4 separate regions of the Sus scrofa genome follow, and all the other regions are linked to region 2. Evidence: chromatin contacts called from public Hi-C and HiChIP or PLAC-seq data. All regions are on one chromosome and are shown on one strand. The core of a region is the stretch at or near the end of the contact, and the rest is flanking DNA. Distances in the headings are between cores, read along the strand shown.

Region 1 (2,700 bases), core at 197-2,696, 90 kb before region 2:
TACTTGAGTTAGGCTGTCACAGCACCTTCTGCAGGTGCTGCCTACCTTACCTTTGCAGGACCCTCTCTCATCTTTTTGATCTGATCCTTATACTTCACTAGCTCAGCATCCAGGCGAGAAATCTTCTTGTCAATGGATTCTGCCCTGCTGTCCACCTTGAGGGAAAAAAAAATATCAAAGGCAGTGGTAGTTATGGCAATACATTTACATGAAAAGTGGCAGGAGAGGAGTGAATAAAGAGGAATTAAAAAAAGGAAAAATAAGAGCATAAAGTGAAAGGTGAAAACAGATATTTCTAATGGTGGGGAGGAAGATACCCGGTCAGAAACACTGGTGGGGCTTTTATAAACTATACCCCAGATTGTAATATTCCAGAGTTGCCCTCAAGTGTATTTGAGCAGAAAAATAATTTGAGAACCCCTCGTCTGAGTTGAGATTTCTCTAGAATCAGAGACTAGTCCAGCTGGGGGCTCAATCAGGAAATAGGCCAGTGCCCAGTGGATCCAGGCTATGGCTGTAGATCTATTTGCTTCAATAGAAAGTGGTGGCTTAACATAAGAGGCCAGGGTTCTGAATTTTGTGTTACTGAGATTCAGAATGTTGAGGTAGGATATCAAACCGAGGATGGGGACGTGAGAGAGGGATGAGCGATGGTAGAGGAATTAGGGGTCGACTGGACGAGGTGGGAAGAGTGTGTGAACCAGTGAGGGGATAAAGAGTGAGTGGACGCGGGCTTCAGAAGGGGTGGGGCACGAGTAGGGCGAGACAGCGATGGCTTAGGGGGTCCCTGATTTGTGGCGTCACGAATGACCTGGGTAACAAGAACCAAAGTGGGGTGGCGAGAGCTGAGGTGTAATGAGCCCGGGCCCCGGAATGGAGTGGAGGAGTAGAAGCCTTGGGTGGGCGGGGTCGAAGTGTCAGAGTCCCTGAGCCTAGTTATGTGTGGTAAAGTGCCCACCGTGCCAATGCAGTCGGTCAAGCTGGGCGGCGGAGCCTTGGGTTTCGCTTTCCCGAAGAATCGGTTCATCTTGAACAGCCGCAAAGAGAACCTAAACACTGGAGCAAAACCAGAAACGGAAGCAGAGTCACCTCCGCCTCCGACTTGACTTCCGGACCCTGGCGCAAGCGCAATGTGCCTATTGGCGTTTCCCGATCCTTTTTCCGGATCTTCAACTGGGCCTTCCGGGGAAGGAGAGCGGCTGGAGGTAAGAGGTGAGGGACGCACATTCAGCAGGGGGCGTGGCTTCAATGGCGGTCGTGGGCGTGGCCCCAGAGGAGCCAGGCGGAGCCTCGCTGAGTGGGTGGGGCCTGGGGGCGGCTTCCTCGGAACAGAGCCCGCAGAAGCCAGCTGGGCTGCTCTGAGGGGCGGGGCCGGCGGGCCCGGGCGAGGCGGGGAAGGGGACCCGCGGGGTGGCAGGACGCCAAGCTAGGTTCCCACCGCTGGGAGGACAACAAACGCGGGTCTGGCGGAGAGCGGCGGCGCTCGGAGACCGCGAGGCGACCGGGAGCGGCTGGGCCCCCGGCGGCGCGCCCCTCGGCCGGGCCGGGAGCCGCGTCAGTCGGTGCCCCCAGCCGAACGCGGTTCGCCTCCCTCCGAGCGATCAGCTGTCCGGAGTGTGACCAGAGGGCATGCGGGATCCACCAGAGGTGCCGCCGCCTGCTCTCGCAGGCCGCGGATGAAGAAGAAAGCGCGGCCTCGCTCGGCCGGGAGCGAAGAGGTGACCCGGAACGAAGAGGTGTCCCGGAGCGAAGAGGTGGTCCGAAGCGAAGAGGCGGCCCTGAGTGAAGAGGTGGCCCGGAGCGAGGAAATGGCGGCAGCAGGGCTCAGCGTGACCGTCACCCACAGTGAGCGCGGGCTGCGGTGGGCTTGATCCCGGGCTACGAGAGTCCGTCGGGGTCTGTGGGTTAGGCTATGTGCCCTCTCGAAGTGTGTGTCCTTGTGTTTGGTGTCGGGACGCATGGGATCTTGTCTGGCCATGGGGCCGGCTTTTGTACGGGTCTTGTTTCGGCACACCTTTCCATGTGGCTGGTGTATTTTATCTCAGAGCGTTTTTAAGATCCACGATGTCAGTGCTTCACGTCGTGGGTTGTGGTCCTTATGTGTGTTACAAGTGTGGGCCTGCGTAGTTGTTGGTCTTTATGCCAGGCTTGAATTTGGCCATGTTGCTTCTGATTGCTATGTGTAACTCCTATCTACTGTTTGAGTTCGTTGGGTTCAGGCATACACTCTGGGCACCCTTTGGGTCTGCTTACTGTTGGAGTTGACACAGAGCTAGACAAGATAGTTCTCTAGAGAGCTGAGTTCATGGGGTTTCTTCAGGACCAACTGGTAGAGACCTCAAGGCTTCAGAATCTGTAGACCAGGATTCTAAATTCTGCAGGTTTGAGTGACCTTGGAATAGCTCCTTTCTAGGCAGCTCTTTCTTCTATGTGAAGTAGAATTAGTAACACCTGTCCTGCTGACTTCATGCGGCTGTCGAGCAGACTTAAGTGTTGGCATAATGAGCTGGACACAGGCTACCTCCTTACTGTCCACATACCCAGAAAGGAATCTTCCAAAAAGAAGTTTTCTGCTGTTTCAGTTTATTCACTCATTTGTCTGTTTATTGGGCACCAGCCATGTATGTGACCAGGTGCCCAGTGGGAGAAAGCTGAAGAAGAAACATTACAGCAAAGGAGACATAGTTCCTGACTAGTACA
Region 2 (2,700 bases), core at 62-2,561:
ATGATTCTGTGTGATCACAACCCTGTGATACCCAAGCCTCAGTTTTCTCCTCTGTGAAATGGCAACAGTTAACAAATGCCTAATTCACAGTGTTGCAACTAGACTTCCTGGCATATAGGAAACTCAGTCTATGGAAGCATTGTTATTATTTCCTCCTCTTCAGAGTTGGCTGCCTCAGCCCTCAGCTTCCCCATTCATGTAAATGACAGCACCTCCACCAGTCCTTCTCAGGAATGAGGTGTCTCTGCTCTTTCAGGCAATCAGTGGGCAGGACCAGTGGCCTCTGGGTCAAATTAGAACTAAGCAACTTCAGCGCCTAAAACTCACCTGCACAGTTTCCAGCCCTTACTTGCATATTAACAAGTGGTAAGCAAAGGTTTTAGAGCCAGAATTCTGCTTCTGCCTCTCACCAGCTGTGGGATCTTAGGCAAGCTTCTTAATTTTCCTGAGCTTCAAACATTCTCTGTAAAATGGGGACAAGTCCCACTCCATGGGATTGTGTCCAGGCCCGTGTAGACTGTAAATAAAGCTGGCTGCTCTCCTCCAGCATGGCGGTGTGGGAGTTACTGAGGCGCTTTGCCACTCTCCCACTCAAAGCATGGTGTGGGATGCGCTAGAAGAGGCACCCACACACCCCTAAACCGAGCTGGGCGGGTCTTTGAGATCCCCTAACCCTGGCTTTAGGAGAGTGAGCGTTTTCTTTTCCGTGCCTCTTTGCTGGGCCCTCACCTAGATAGAGGAGCCTCGCTCGGCCAAGGGAGGGTGTTCCGAATGTTTCAGAGAATCCCTCTTCGGTTGTCCTACCTCCGGCCGGCCGTCGAAGCCGTTTCCTGGGCAACCTTTTTCTGCTTCTCTTCCGGACCCCGCAGGCCTACAGAGGCCCACCGTCCGGAAAGGCCCACCGCTAGGACTCCCAACCCCTCGAGATCACAACCAGCCTGCTCTTTTCTCCGCCCTCTTCTCTGCTGCCGCGCAGCAGGCCCAGGCGCATACCCTAGCCCTTCGGCACTGCAGGAAGTGGCGGCACCTCTCGGGGACAGCTCGGAGGAAGAGGAAGAGGAGGAAGCTCGGTTTAGTAGGGCCAAAGGCCCACTGAGCAGGCTGGGGAGGAGGGCAGGTGGGAGCCTGAAGCCCCAGCCCCATGCCTGCGGATTGCAAAGTATTCCCGAAAGTGCTCCGACACCAGCAGCTCCAGAGGCCCCGCCCCCGAAGGCCCCGCCCTCCAGCCCCCGTTCCGAAAACCCTGCTCCTACCAGCTGCCCCGCTCCCGCCCCGCTGGAGGCCCCGGCCCCGCCCCTGTCCGCGCCCGCGCCCCAGGCGCACTTCTGCTTGCTCGGCTGTGGAGCCGGCCAGTCTCCGAGTTCCGCGGCTTGTCCGCCGGCGCCGCTCCCTCGCCTTCCCACTGGTCCCTCCCCCAATTACAGTGGTCGGGCAGTGCCTGGCTGGCGGCCCGCGGGCGGGCCGCCCTCCCCACCGTAGCCCACCCCCTCTTAAAGCGGCGGCGGGAAGATGAGGTTTCGGGAGCCGCTCCTGGGCGGCAGCGCCGCGACGATGCCGGGCGCGTCCTTGCAACGGGCCTGCCGCCTGCTCGTGGCTGTCTGCGCGCTGCATCTTGGCGTCACCCTCATCTACTACCTGACTGGCCGCGACCTAAGCCGCCTGCCTCAGCTGGTCGGGGTCCCCACACCGCTGCAGGGCGGCTCTAACAGCGCCGCCGCCATCGGGCAGCCCTCCGGGGAGCTCCGGCCCCGAGGGGCCGCACCGCAGCCGCCTTTGCGCGCCTCCTCCAAGCCGAGCTCGGGTGGCGACTCCAGCCCAGACGCAGACTCTCGCCCGGGCCCGGGACCCGCCAGCAACTTGACTTCGGCCCCAGTGCCCTCCACCGCAGCACGGTTGCCGCCCGCATGCCCTGAGGAGTCCCCGCTGCTCGGTAAGGATTCGGGGACTTCCCCGAATTTCCCAGACAGGATCCCCCGGACGTTCTCCCCTGACCTTTTCTATGACAGCCGGTCTCTTTATTGTGGATCAGAGTCCCTAATCCCAAACAGAGGTTCCCGGCTGGATGGGGGTGGGAGGTTGGGAGGTGAATCCCTTCGGACTGGTGTTAGAGGCTGGGGCGGGGACGGTTTAGGAAAGCCTAGGCCCTTCTTGGCCCCAGAACCGGAGAAGGCCTTGGAGACTTCCTTGCTCTGGCCCAAACCTCAAGAAGTTTTGAGAGTTTGAGTCGACTTGGAGCAGCCTTCGCCCTGCTAGCTGTGGTAGGCACTACAGTGCAGCGCAGAGAAACGAGCTCTAGCGATGGTGAGGCCTCCAGTAGGGAAGGGAGCCGACCTCCCAGATCACGTCTCCTGTCTTCCCAGAGAACTGCTATCTCCTGAGTGTGTGCTAACTTTTTTTCCTGAGCTTTTGGGCAAATGACTTGCCCGGAAAGCTCTGGTTTCTCATTTGCTAAAAGGGAACAATAAGTGGTACCTGTTTCAGGGGAGTATTTTGGAAGATTAGATGACATAGTATAAACAAGAGTTTTCATTGAGTAAATTGTCACTGTTGTGTTCTGTTCCTCCCCTGTGTGAATCCCTCCTCAGGGAAGATCAGCCCTATGGCCCTCCTACCCTGCTTCTTGCCCTTATTTGTTCCCCAAACCTAAGGCCCTCCCAAGGGGCTGAGGGTGTTTGTATGATGTGTATACCCTGGAGGCTG
Region 3 (2,887 bases), core at 14-2,513, 82 kb after region 2:
TGGAAATTGATGGGTTATATAGTTGGGATACAGAAGATTTACATAAGCAACTAGTTTAGTGGGGGAAGAAACTTCCTAACTAGGTAAAGAGTGCAGTTTGATTATATAAAGTAACAAATGTCATAGTCAAATCTGCTGTTACAGAGGAAACATGGATGAGGATAGTTTGTGATGCTGAGCATTGGCTGTCAATCAGAGATTAAAAGTCAGGAGTTCCCTGGTGGCTCAGTGGGTTAAGGATCTGGTGTTGTCACTGCTGTTACAGATCCCCCTGGGGTTCAGTTCCTGGCCCTGAGAATTTCACATGCTGTGGGAATGGCTTAAAAATACAAATTTTACAACACAGATTTCTTACCATTGTGCTGCAAATATTTTTTTAAAAATTACAAAGGATGGCAAAAAAATATTTAAAAAAATAACCTACATGAAATTCATTAATATCTCTACTTTTCACTTGTCTCTGCTAATTTAATTACGTATGGCTTAAAGTCTATTAAAAGAAGTCGCAAATCTCCTTTTACATATTTGTATTTGCCTTCGTCGTTTTTCTTGTAATTGCATCACTGTTGTGAAACCATTTTCAAGTAAATACTTAGTTGGAAATGCTACAAGTAATCTAGCTCTTTCGAAGAAGTGAATATGCAAATCCCTAAGGCCCAAACTTAATCAGATTAATTTAAATGTGTTTTGGCTTTAAAATCTTTCATTTATTCACTTAAACTTAATGAACTCTTCTACAAATGTTGCTAACTGGGCCACTGGTTTCCAATGTCTTAATCTCCCAGAGATGTATTGTAAATCCAACTCTTTTTTTATTGGCTACATTCATGGCGTATGGAAGTTCCAGAACCAGGGACTGATTCCGAGCCGCAGCTGTAACCTATGCTCTGCGCTAGTTTTGAACCCATGCCTCCTCAGCAACCTGAACTGCAGCAGTCAGGTTCTCAACCCACTGCGCCACAGCGGGAACTCCCAATCCAACTATACCTTTAAATCTAGTCAACTAATTAAAAAGTAAACCAAAAAAGAAAAATTTTAAAACCAGTCCTTTAAGGATAACTTCCCCTCCAAGAAAAAGAAAGGATTCTATAGGAGCCGGTGCCTATGTTCCAACTCTCGACAGAAGAGTTGAAGCTCCGCCCCTCACGTACTCCACGCCCCTCTTCCGTACAGACCGCGCCCAGAGCCTGCGTCTGACGTCGAGCGGAAGTGACGTATAGGGGCCGCCGGAGGTGTCGTTGGTGCGTTGCGCGGCTGGGCCTTAGAGTGGAGTGAGGCCTGCGCTCAGGAAGCTAGAGCCATGTCGATCGAAATCGAGTCCTCGGAGTGAGTCCTGCAGTGGGAATGTTACCGAAGTGGCCGGGGCCGGGAGGCAGAGGGTTGCGGGGGTGGGAGTGGGAGGTGGTGGAAGCTGCTCGGGGGAGGCGTCCGAGAGGCTGGGGAGCGGAGGGGCATTTCCTTTCCTATAAAGAAGCTTTTGGGATCTGGCTACCTTGGAGGTGGACCTACAGAGAGGTAGCAGATGAGAAGCCCAAAGCCCTGTGGAAGGTGGCGCGGGGCTGGGGGAAGGAGACTCCTGGAAAACCTGAATTCTAGCCCTCGCCAACTTCTGCTGTACCTTGTAACTGAGCAAATTAGCCATCCTATTTGGATTCCGGTCTATCAGCACAAGGGGGCTGGGCTCGACGCCATCCATCTCTTCCCGTCCCCATCGAACACCGTGGTGGTTTCCTCCCTGTGCGTGCACCGTCCTTTGCTTTCTTCTGCACAGCTTTTGGTATCGTCACCGTTTTTCTGCCCATCCTACTAACCTGTATAGCTCCTAGGGACTCGTTTGCATTATAGTCCCAATTCCCAGCCCATCGTAAAGGCTCAATAATTGCTTTTAGAATGAATGAACGACTATTTTATCAGGTTCTGTCTGGCGCTGAATTTTATTTAGCGTGTGAGCTCTGTAGTCACAAAGGAGGGACAGAATTTGGAGATTGGGCAAGGAGAATGATAAATTTGGGAGAGAGGGGGACTAACGAATGATTGAAGAAAGTCTTCAGTAAACTTCTCCAGGACTCCATCCTCCACCTTGTTCTTGCCAACGCTTAGTAGTTAAGTCAGCAGACAACATTTGTGTCCTGAGTGTAAAGGAGAGGACTTGTCCTGAAGATCTGCCATAGGAGGAAGGGAGGTTTATTCATTTAGCAAATACTGAGATCTACTGTGTATATTTGTTCTAGCCCCTGGGACTGTAGTAGTGAACGAAACAGACAATAACCCTTGCTCTTAGGGAAAGTACATTGTGATGGGGAAGGCAGACAGCAGACAAAATCAGTAAGTAAGATAGCTTAGCAGATGGCTGTAAGTGTTGTGGAGAAAAATAAAGCAAAGATGGACAGTGAAGACAGTTATGGCAGGAGTTGGAAAGGAATCCACCCTTTGGGGCCTGAATAAAATCGGGCACTGACCATCCTCCCAGCCTTGGCTGCAGCATGTTTTTGTGATCAGTAATTGCTGCTATTTACTAAGTATTCTCTATGCTAGTTACACTATGTGTTGTAGTCAATCCCTTTGATCAATCCTACAGGGTAGGTATTTTTCTTAACAGATGAGGAAACAGGCAAAGAGATGTTAATTGACTTGTCTGCAAGTCACAGTTAGTGAAAGAACTCTGATTGAAATCCCAGCCTATCTCCAAAGCTTTTAGCTCTTTGTGTATTACATTGTGTTTGAAGGAAGTGAATTTGATTTTGGTTATATCAAATTTGAGTTCTTTGCAAGGATGGAGTCTCATATTAGGAGTGTAAGTGGAAGTGTCCTATGGAAGCCAGGGATTGAACCCGAGCCACAGCAGTGGCAACCCCAAATCCTTAGGCCATCAGGGAACTCCTGCAGG
Region 4 (2,792 bases), core at 194-2,693, 120 kb before region 2:
TAGCCCCACTCAATTCTGCTTCAAACACTGAAGGATGTAGAAATGGGCCAGAAGTGAGTCTAAGGTTAGGAAGACTAATGAATCCAATTTAGAGGATCTAGGAAAAAAATGGGTGGGAGAATAACAAAACACCAGCCTAAAAAGGAACCCCCTCCAAGATGACTTAATACCTGTATCAGGACAGGGGTACATAGATGCAGTGTGTTATCCAACTTTTTTGACCAAGACCCATAGTAATAAATACATTTTACCTGCCACCAAGTACACAAATACATATATACTCTTTTTGGTGCCCCAACAGCTGGTAGGTAGCAGAACTAAGTCTTAAATTAATGACTGTTCACAAACCTCGTGTTGCAAATTGCTGCCCCCTTTCTCAGAAACAGTGGGTCAGGAAATCAAATCACATAGTGGATTGTGACAAGTATTTTTTTCAAACGAAATATGTATTAGAGTGCATTAGAGATAGTAAGGAAAACTATTGCTTCCTGAAACTTTCGGTTCGCTTTCATATTTAGTTCTGTGTGCACTGAGGTCAAGATGGAAAACGCTCCTTTTCGGTCACTGTCCAAAGAGTTTGGAAAACAAAGATCTAACGTACCTTGAAGGAAGTGGAAATGGGTGTTACATTAACAGCCGTTATATTAATAACAAATTCGGCTGCCTGCACACACAGAGACAATTCCAGTAGAGGAAGTAACAGGTTACAGTATCGGCGGGAACCTTCGCAACAGTTGATTTATTTACTCCTAACTCAAAGATGAGGAAAACACCCAGTCACACTGTGAGCTGCGGCAGGGTGAGAATGGAAACCACAGGTCTTTCGCTCGCGCTCGCAGTGCTGCCCCAGGACACACGAGTACTCCTGAAGTACAGCGCGCAAACCTGCCTCGCGTCAAGAGCCCGCCACCGTCAAGGGCGGTGACCCGACTGACGCCCGCCTGTCGGATATCCGTGCGGCCGCTGCCCCAGGAAGGCCGAGATGAGCCCTGAAGAGAGCGGGATACCCACATCAACGCCCTGGGACAACCCCGCTCTCTGAGGAAAACCAGCTGCCGAGCTTCTCCACACGGTGGAAGATGGTTAAGAGATCTGTATGCAAGACGCGCGTGGCTTGGCCCTTCCGAGCCACTATCCCAACCCTAGGACGCGCCACTCTCGCGATACGAATGGCCAGTGCCTTAGGACTCGTCACTGACCCAATTTCCGCTACTCGCGAAGGGCCCAGTCCCGTGAGGGCCAGGACAGTACCTGAGACAGGAGGCGCCTCCGCCATCCCGTGCCGCAACACCTGAGGCGAGCCCTGCAGCCCAGCAAGCGCTGTCACCCGGTCACGTGCCCTGGACTTCCGGCGCCGGGAGAATATTCGCATCCGCGCGCCCGGTGGACGGCCACAGAGCTTGCGCGGCCTGTGGAGACTGTGTGGTGCGTCATGACGTCAGATAGACGCACCAGGCGTAAGGCTGAAGGAAGAAACTAGTGGCTGTGGGTGACTAGGTCCCGGGAGGGTAGGCGTGCTGGGGCTTGCGTAATCTATCGTTTTCCTTTTGAGATTCGCTGTGCTCTCCTGCTACCGTGCGCTTTTATTCCGCCACCCAACCGGCTTCACCTGGTTTTCCGGAGTCAGCTCAGACATCACCGCCTTACTAGAGTAATTCTGACTTAGGGTTAAAATAAAAACAAGTAGTGGAAAGGCAGCCTGGAATCTAACTTGCTCTGAAAGTTGTGTAACAAATTGAGGGAAAAATTAATTCTACAGGAATTATTATGAAAGTGGGATAACTAGTTTTTGTTCTTTAAGTGTTGTAAATTTAAATTCCATGAACTCAGGATAGAAGGTCGCTAGACTAATAAAATATTGGTTAAATGATAAAATTTTAAAAAGCAGCCTGGGAAAAAATAATCTGCAAAAAGACGATAAAAAGATGATACACATATCGGCTCTTACAAATCAGTTTAGAAAACGAAAGGTCGTTTATTAGATATGACAAAGGGCTTGAGCGGGCACGGTGACAAATATAGATTGACACTGAACGTTAGGGGAAAGGTTTGGAGACACTGATAATTTTTAAAGTACAAACTGTTAGGTGAATGTGTGGAGTTCTTTTGTTTGTGTGTTTTGCTGTTGCATTACCAAGAAGAACACAAGATTTAAGTGTGAAGCATCTGCATTTGTAAAGTAATTCAGTGGTGCAGGTTTCCCCAAAAACACAAGTCTTCATTAACTTCCGTTATAATGCATATTTTGTCTTTTTAAGTGCTGGAGGAGGTTAATGGTGAAAAAGAAATATGCTTCCTGCCCTCATGAAGTGAACTGTCTAGGGGGGAAAAGTTAAAACTGAGTAATTTATATTTACAAATGAATAATTTGCATTGTGAAAGAAATAAACAGTGATATAGACTTTATAGGATCTGCTCCAGAAAATGTGGCCAGCTTTCTTTGAATTGGACAGATGAGATGGGTAAGCTACGTGAAGAGTTAGAGATAATAGTATGTGCAAATGTTAAGGAAGAAGGAAATAGCTTAAGTTCAAGTTATGGAAATATTTGCTGGTGAACAGTGAGTCAGGAGCTTGGCACAGTATGAAATTGGAGAAGTAGGTAAAGAAGATCACGTGCATCACCTGCAGGATGTGATAATAGATCTTATTCCAAGAGCATTAAGAAGTTAGTAAAAGGGAGTTCCCGTCGTGGCGCAGTGGTTAACGAATCCGACTAGGAACCATGAGGTTGTGGGTTCGGTCCCTGCCCTTGCTCAGTGGGTTAACGATCCGGCGTTGCCGTTAGCTGTG

What was found. A called contact is a pair of places that touch in the nucleus more often than the background predicts. HiChIP or PLAC-seq counts read pairs in DNA pulled down with a chosen protein or histone mark.
Region 1: a contact with region 2 is called in a Hi-C map of skeletal muscle, with 2.2 times the contacts expected there. The contact joins the promoter of BAG1 here to the promoter of B4GALT1 in region 2. A contact is called at or near these places in 5 of 47 Hi-C or Micro-C datasets (fetal heart ventricle, heart right ventricle, liver and 1 more) and 2 of 2 datasets of contacts at active chromatin or transcription factors (alveolar macrophages and skeletal muscle).
Region 3: a contact with region 2 is called in an H3K27ac HiChIP or PLAC-seq map of skeletal muscle. The contact joins the promoter of SMU1 here to the promoter of B4GALT1 in region 2. A contact is called at or near these places in 2 of 5 promoter capture datasets (fetal skeletal muscle and liver), 18 of 47 Hi-C or Micro-C datasets (alveolar macrophages, blood, embryonic fibroblasts and 10 more) and 2 of 2 datasets of contacts at active chromatin or transcription factors (alveolar macrophages and skeletal muscle).
Region 4: an H3K27ac HiChIP or PLAC-seq map of alveolar macrophages shows a contact between it and region 2. The contact joins the promoter of NFX1 here to the promoter of B4GALT1 in region 2. A contact is called at or near these places in 4 of 47 Hi-C or Micro-C datasets (heart right ventricle, liver and retroperitoneal adipose tissue) and 1 of 2 datasets of contacts at active chromatin or transcription factors (alveolar macrophages).

Annotation. Positions count from the first base shown.
Region 1 is chr10:33,226,182-33,228,881 of Sscrofa11.1, forward strand. It overlaps BAG1 (BCL2 associated athanogene 1), which reads left to right and starts at 1,447. Exons shown (of 7, transcript NM_001244791.1): 1 at 1,447-1,845. The coding sequence starts at 1,677. It overlaps CHMP5 (charged multivesicular body protein 5), which reads right to left and starts at 1,056. Exons shown (of 8, transcript NM_001244744.1): 1 at 959-1,056; 2 at 51-155. The coding sequence starts at 1,027.
Region 2 is chr10:33,315,984-33,318,683 of Sscrofa11.1, forward strand. It overlaps B4GALT1 (beta-1,4-galactosyltransferase 1), which reads left to right and starts at 1,312. Exons shown (of 6, transcript XM_003130680.4): 1 at 1,312-1,930. The coding sequence starts at 1,510.
Region 3 is chr10:33,398,120-33,401,006 of Sscrofa11.1, forward strand. It overlaps SMU1 (DNA replication regulator and spliceosomal factor), which reads left to right and starts at 1,264. Exons shown (of 12, transcript NM_001243898.1): 1 at 1,264-1,326. The coding sequence starts at 1,301.
Region 4 is chr10:33,199,376-33,202,167 of Sscrofa11.1, forward strand. It overlaps NFX1 (transcriptional repressor NF-X1), which reads right to left and starts at 1,444. Exons shown (of 25, transcript XM_021064702.1): 1 at 1,252-1,444. The coding sequence starts at 1,372.